Linked DNA regions of Mus musculus: region 2 is linked to region 1. Evidence: chromatin contacts called from public HiChIP or PLAC-seq data. All regions are on one chromosome and are shown on one strand. The core of a region is the stretch at or near the end of the contact, and the rest is flanking DNA. Distances in the headings are between cores, read along the strand shown.

Region 1 (3,918 bases), core at 867-3,366:
ACCAGGACACTCTCCTTGTAAAGTTGGCCCTGGGCACCTAGTTCTGGACCAGAGATGGAAAGGTGGCTTCCTCTTCCCCCAGGCCAAGGAGAACCACCGCTTGCAAGCAGTAAACCCAGATCCTCCCTCCATCTCTCAGAGTCAGGAGTCAGTACTACGAGCCACTCTGAGCTGGACCCAGCCTTCTCTAGACTCAGCATGCCTCTCAGCACCTCTGTTTTCCCTCATTGTGAAAGGATAATGGTAGAGCTACTGCCATGTCCTAAGGCTGGTCAGGAGTGATGGTTACACTATCACAGTTACAATGTCTAAGAGTGTTGGCATGGTGACCCCACCGCTTTCCCTCATGTTGAGGCAAATAATGTCTATTCCTTCAGCTACACTTGGCAGGAAATAAGCGATCCATCTCCTTGACAGCCCTAATAAATCTAAAGCCCTAGTTGCCACACCCCAAGTGCACATATCTCCCACGGCAGGAGAAGGAAAGGGTGGGACTCTCCCAAGCCCTCCTAGACTTCAGGGCTCTGGGGCAGAAAGGGCCTTAAAACAGGGCTAGGTCTTGCTGGGAGGAGCGAGGACCCAGGCTATGCAATCCTGAGAGCTGTGATGAAACTGAGTGGAGAAGGAAATGCCAGAGGGTGGCTGGAATTGGGCAGAGACTCAGCCCTCTTCATGGCACAGCACTGAACAGATCAGACCCCAGACCAGTGGGGACACTGGGTGTGGGCCAGAGCTACGTGTCCATCTGTTACTCTTAGTATTCAGTGAACAACTCTTGCGGTACCAGCTTCACATCCAGGAGGTACACAGCAGGTGCCAGGGACAGCGAGGCAGATAAGACAGTATTTGCTCCAAAGGCCCCAGTACACACATCGCCTGCAGTGCCCGGTGTGGTGAGGGTTGGAAATGAAGCTGCTAACTCCTTTGAAGAACTAGGGAAAGCTTCCTGGAGGAGGTGGCTGGTGAGACAGAACCTGATTGATACTGCCTGGGCCGGTGATGCATAGAGACTCGCTAGTGCACATCCTGGCACTGTATCCGGGACTCTGCTCTCTCTGCTGAGCCTCTGGGATGCCCGGGACGTCCTCAGGCCCAGGCACTAGACTGTTTTCATGACCCCCAGGATAGATATCTGAGGTGGGTATGCAGGGAGTACCGGCCATCTGTTGCAAGTGTTGTCTCGTTTGATTCTTTAGTGAGCACTGTTTCCTTGGATTAAAAACTCAGTGCAACTGAAAAGCAATGTCAGAAGTCCCAGGGAGAAGTCCCCTGACAGTTGGTCTGTCCCAGTAAGTCCAATTGGAGACTGTGACCTGGGCTCACTGGGAAACATTCCCCCCTCTTACTATTCATGCCTGACTCCATGGAAACGGGTTCTTGTTCTGGGAATAATGTGTACCCATGTAGGGAAAGGTCATGTTCATACCCAGGTATGGACAGGGCAGGAAGCACTTTATTTACCTGTTTAGGAAAAAGGGGTGACACTCAGCAGAACCAAACAGTTCATGTTTAGAGTAAACTGGTGCTGCCTCTGAGCTGTGTGACTTGGAAAAAGTTGCTCAGTCTCTCTGTGCCTCAATTTCTTCATCTGTACAATGGGGACAATAGCAGTACCTGACGTGTAGGTTGTGTGGGGACTGCGGAGTTTGTGCATGTGATGCAGCATGTATAGGTAGCAGTGCTGGCCAGCAAGCATGCTTCATGGAACTGCACTCTTATGCCGAGGTAGAACACACTAGGCAACAGCTCTGTCATTGAGCTGCACCCCAGTTCTTCATGTTCTAATCTCTGCATCCCAGTCTGCACTCCAGGGTCTAACCTAGTGAGTGTCAAGTGTCTGTTCATTTCAGCATCCAGACAAGAGTTTGGCTGTACCCTCACTGTGAGGCCCCTGCAGACCAGGCAGCAGCACCTATACCCTAGGACCCATCCAAGATTATCCAGAGACATGCTAGCTCTGGGAAACGCAAGAGCCATTGACACCTCTCAGACTCCCTGGGCTTCAGGGTGGGTATGTTTCCTTGGTTTCATCAGAAGATCTTTGAATTCTTTAGCCCTGAGCACAGGAAGAGGGGCAGAGTACCTAGGAAGCCCTGTGAGTCAGATGAGGGAGGATCATGCATTCACGCGCATACACAAACAAATGTGCCTCTGGGTTGGTCCAGCCTAAGTTTCTCTCCATCTGTGTCTGGAACTCTGGGTACAGGTAAGTCTAGACCCCAGGCAGAGCTGAAAGCTCAAAAGTCCTCAGCCTGAGTGCACCTTCCCTGCAACCTGGGGCAGCTCCCACTTCAGACACTACCCAGTATCCTGCTTCTGCCTGAAGGTCACTTTGGAATCATGCCAGCCCTCCCCAGTCCATCATGGGAGTGCAGACATGCCGATCTCCATAACTTCTGCTACAGACCCAACAGACCCTCAGACCCAGGGCTCTGCTCACTCAGCCTCCCTGCCTCGTCACTTTGCAAAGGTGGGCTGGGCTGGACATGATGGCACCAGAGCTTTCTGATGAATGGAAACAGTGTCTCAGGATGGGAACATCAGGGATGCAGGAGTGGGGTGGGCCTTCCATCTTCCTCAGGTTTCCTCCACAGTTCCCAGAATTTCCAATCAAAGAGCAGTGATGAGCATTGAGAGGAAAAGAGAGGGAAGAAGTTCTCATTGGGATTTCCCAAGACTGGGTGTGTCCTGGGATACAGGGAGTGGCAGCAGAGAGACAGATGCCAGACACAGTTATGAATCATAATGCAAATATCTGATATGTGACTCCAAAGGGGTTGTGACCCACAGGTTAATAGCCACTGCCATAAGGGCTGAGCCTCCAGAACATGGTGCTAAGACATGCACAAAACTAAATCCATCAACATTCAGTTATGAGCAGGGATGAGTTTATAAGGCCCAGCCCTCCCTGAGAACTGACTGGCAGCTAATGGTTACTTGGGGTGGAGTATCATTCTGGTGGTGTAGCCATAGGTAGCTTGCCCTTCCTTGGGTAAATGACCCTCCCCCGACCCACCCAGGTACATGCAGGCAACTCTAGCTAAACACTTCGGAGACGAAATAGACTTGGAGTGAGAGGGGGCTCAGGGGGGAGATAACGGAGAAAATGATCAAAGTACATTGCATATTAAGCATGGAACTGAGAGAGATGAAAATAGATGGATACAGGTTAAAATAAATAATAAAATAGAACGCTGGGCCAAGTGGCTGAAGGCACAGGTCACAAAGCACCTAATGTCGAGTGACTCTGCTTACGTGAAGCATTCAGAGCAGGCAGATCTGTCTGGATGACCGGCACTGGTCGGCAGCTGCCACAGAAAGGGTGGAGTGGTGTGGTACAGGGGGTAGGTACGGCTATAGTAGGTGGGAGCTTGCTTTGCAGGGGTGGGGGGTGATGAAAACACTCTAAATTAGACTGTGTTTAAAGTCACGTATCACTACGAATAAGCTGAAAACCACCACATCACGCACTTCAAATGGATGAGTAGTTGGGTGTGTGAACTGCCCCTTAAAACAGCTGCTGAGTAGAAAGGGTTCTATAGACTTGATCTAAGGACAGTGAGTGCGTTTAGAATGAAGTTGGGACTCACAATTCCCCAGGCTGAATCCTGACCAAGTGATCTATTAAGAGAGGGCTCTCTGAAGGAGCTTAAAGAAGCTGGGGACCATTCACAAGTGACATGACATTTAAGTCAGGTATTGAGGGGTGCAGGGAAGCTTGCTAGCAAAGGAGCGAGAAACCTGTCATTCCAAAGTTACTTAGCATTACACAGTAGGACTAGGACTATGACCCCTAATTATGCTCAGGATAATGGGTCACTATCACATTGGCTCTCGTCTCACTGTCTGGCCTCGAACTCATAGTGATGCTTAAGTCTCTTGAAGTGTTAGGATCTTGGGCATGAGCTGCCACACCCA
Region 2 (3,616 bases), core at 798-3,297, 510 kb before region 1:
TGCCATGTCTGATTTATGCACCAGTTTTAAAAGATGGGCAGGTGGGAGTTCAGTGCCCAGTGCCATGTTGAGTGGCTTACAATTGAATATAACTCCAGCTCTGGGGACTTGATACTATGCCACCCTCCCCGTATACAAACCTACAAAACAAAAATAAAAATTATAGAGAGGATCGAGGACAAGTGTAGTTTCACAAAAAGAAGCCAGAAACATTCACTCAGTTGCGGTTTCAACCCAGCCCCATTCAGTTTTTTACGAACGTATTAATTGTACAGGCTAGGTTTCGTTATATTTCAAACATGCACATAATCATGTTGGTCAAGTTCTCCCCCCTTGTAAAGATTTTTTTTTAAGATTTAAGAAAATTTTTTTGTTTTGTTTTGTTTTTGTATTTTTGTTTTTGTTTTTTCGAGACAGGGTTTCTCTGTGTAGCCCTGGCTGTCCTGGAACTCACTCTGTAGACCAGGCTGGCCTCGAACCCAGAAATCTGCCTGCCTCTGCCTCCCAAGTGCTGGGATCAAAGGTGTGCGCCACCACTACCTGGCAAAAAAATTTTAATGTCTATGAGTATTTTGCCTCCGTGTATGTGTGTGCACCACACGTGTGTCTGGTGTCTGAGGAGGTTAGAAGAGAGTGTCACATCCCCTAGAACTGGAGTTACACACAGTTGTGAGCTGCCATGTGGGTTCTGAGAACCAAACCCAGGTCTTCCCCAAGCGCAACAATTGCTCTTAACTGAGTCATCTCTTCAGCCCTACGCTTCCTCTTTAATAAATACATAACTAACTAACTAAATAACTAGCTAAAAATAGCAGTTGCACAGAAGGACCCTCTGAGATGGAGACATGCAGACACCTGCATGGTTAACTCAGAATTTGAAACTAGTGTGAACAGTTGCAGGAGAGCATACTGAGGCACTGAGGGAAGTGGCCTGAGAGTGACAGGCAGGAGTAGAGAGCAGGGTGCCTGGCATTGTGGGGTCTGCTGCCATCAACACTGGGCGGGCAGTACTTTGGGGCAAACAGCCTGGCCGGGACCCCAGCTTGCTACCTGGGAGTTAAAACCTTCAGGGTTACAGCAGGTTGTTTTAGATGCTGTGAAACACTGGTGGCATCAAGGGAGAATGGCCTAGTCAGGTATTATCTTCATTTTCTAGAGCTGGAGGGAGGATGTTACATACCTGAGCCCATATCCTCATAGGGTCCATTCATTCTCACCTCCAGCACTGGACCTTTGGGGCTACCTTTGTGCTTTCAGTAACCACACACACACACACACACACACACACACACACACACACACACACACACACACACACGTGTTCTGTCTTCATGCATACCAGAAGAGGAAATCAAATCCTGTCACAGATGGTTGTGAGCCATGATGTGGTTGCTGGGAATTGAACTCAGGACATGTATGCTCTTAACCACAAGCCTTCTCTTCAGCCCCCCTCTGTGGCTTTTATTGAGATGAGGTCTCTGTAGTCCAGGCTGTCTGTGTGTCTGCCACCAGCCCTGGGTTCTCAGTAATGCTTGCTAACCCACTCACCCAGCTTCCTGGGAGAGGACTGTGAGTTAGCATACGTGCTTCATTGATGAGGCGCTCCATCTCCAAAGACGTGCTCCTTAACCCGCTCTGCAAGTCTGTTAAGGTCTTGGACAAGTGCCATTTTATTTATGAAATCCACACCCAAGTCCCTGCACAAAGTAGGCCTTCTCCCTCCCTGGCCCTTTAGTGTGTGTTTGTAGTTCTTGTAACACAGGCTTTGCATTCTTTCTGTCCAGACCCTAAAAGCTTCCAGGCCAGTGAGGTGGGAATTTTCTTCTCTCGCTCTGCAGAGCCAGAGTGGAGGCAGCTTCTCTCTGTCCACAGGCCCTAACCCTGTCATGTCTTCCCTGCCGTGCTTCGGGACACCAAAGTCGGCACACAGCCCTTGAAAACATGAAAATTGTCTGTGCCCTAGGCTTAGTACGGTCCAGAGTCTCGTGTGTAGCTTGATCCTGTTTAGGGTGAGTTTGTGACCAAGGCATGCAGGCAGGGTCAGGTGTCCGCGTGCTGTGATCTTGCTGCTGGACTCAGCTACCTCCTCCTGTCTGATAGAACACCTAATAGACTAGGTGTTTGCCCGACTTTGAACTTTTAAGCTACGTTCATGTACACAGCAGGCTGTTGCACATTTCATGAGGGTACTTTGACCACCTTGCTCACCCAAGCTCACTTTCTTGTTGAACATTAAATGTGCATTCATAAGGGGGAAACGGAGGGACTCGAGTTTTCTCTTTGATGAAGAGTCCTTGGCCACACGCCAGGCCAATAAAGTGAAAGATCCAGACCGAATTCCCGCCTTCTCGTTCTCCGCGGCCTTCCTGGCATATTGAACTGGCACCCGTTTTTGTTTTTATTTTCGTCTTAATTAGTCATGCTACTGAAAGCAGGCACGCAGCCGTGATCTGCCGAGGGTGTGGAAGGGTGCTCCTGGCTCAGCGATTGGAGGGAAATGGTTGCTGTATGTGTCAGCCTTCCCTGGGAGGACACGGGGGTGGGGGAGGGTAACCCCCTTCTTGGTGTTTCCAGAGCCAAGCTAGAAACTGTAACCTAGGGCTTCGGTGGCAGCTGTGTCTAAATTTGGCGGCTTGGTTACCGCTTTGGGGAGGGGATGCCCTGAGCTTGCCCACACAGGCAGAGCTTTCTCTCCCCCCTTCCTTACCACGTGCTTTACAGAAGAGGGGGTGGGGGGAGCTTTTATCTGGGTGTAATGTGAATTGGAAGCATTGGGGTTATCGTTTTCTTGGGCATTGGGTACAATGGGAATGCTTATACAGGGACACTGTAGCTGGGATCCTAGAGAAACCATTTCAGACAGAGTGGACGGTAGAGACATTCACAACTAACAGGATCTTCCCTGAAACTTGGGTTAGTGAAGTCCCTTATGGCCACTGTTCCCGGGACTGGCCTCATCCAGATATGTGTGCAACCAGTCCTTCATCCCAGGTAGCCATGTGTCACTCGGTGTGCCCTTCAGAAGGACACAGAACTTGCAGCTGACGGCAAACTATGGCTGCAGAGCTAACCTACCAGGAGTGCAAGCCAGCATCCTGTGTCTGCTATGATCAATACTCTCTTGGCACTGTCTCTTGGCCTGTCTGTTTTTCTCTCTGTCTTTCTTGGTTTGTAAGGAGAGCAGAGTGCTAACGTGCTCCTGTGGTAAGAAAAACTATGTAACCCAGCAGAAGGTGGCGGACACCGCTGTTCTATGCACCAGCGTTGTGTGTCGGGATCCCACCTGGGTGCTGGTGGGGACAAGAGGCTCAGGAGAAAGAGGAGTTCCCAGAATTTGGGTTTTAGACAGGTGCAGGTAGGGTGCCAATGGGAGGGAACCTGCTGTTCTGTACCCGAGTCTACAGGGGACTTTTCAGAGGAGTAGAGAGAGGAGGAGAGGCTGTGCCAGAAGGAAGTCATGAAGGGAGGTGTATCTTCCATTACTACTGTCTACTTAAGTGACAGATGGGTGATCCATATGAGTCCTGGATAGCTGGCAGCTTTTCGGAGCAGTAATCTTACATTTTTCTGAGCAATCAACCTGAGGGTTAACGCCACCTGGGTGTTAAGGAAGCCG

Evidence for each region. HiChIP or PLAC-seq counts read pairs in DNA pulled down with a chosen protein or histone mark.
Region 2: a contact with region 1 is called in a FOXA1 HiChIP or PLAC-seq map of pancreatic cancer cells. The contact joins two enhancer-like sites. A contact is called at or near these places in 3 of 115 datasets of contacts at active chromatin or transcription factors (large pre-B cells, pancreatic cancer cells and pro-B cells).

Annotation. Positions count from the first base shown.
Region 1 is chr6:114,420,054-114,423,971 of GRCm38.p6, reverse strand. The region is part of intron 1 of Hrh1 (histamine receptor H1); the gene reads right to left. Among named protein-coding and RNA genes, the nearest start is that of Hrh1, 24 kb to the right of the region's middle. Within about 2 kb of position 2,116, at least 26 of the 459 cell types and tissues checked have an H3K27ac peak or open chromatin away from gene starts, as enhancers often do. A contact at or near this core is called in pancreatic cancer cells, where this site is marked.
Region 2 is chr6:114,930,357-114,933,972 of GRCm38.p6, reverse strand. It overlaps a transcript of Vgll4 not described here. Among named protein-coding and RNA genes, the nearest start is that of Vgll4, 10 kb to the right of the region's middle. Within about 2 kb of position 2,047, at least 123 of the 459 cell types and tissues checked have an H3K27ac peak or open chromatin away from gene starts, as enhancers often do. A contact at or near this core is called in pancreatic cancer cells, where this site is marked.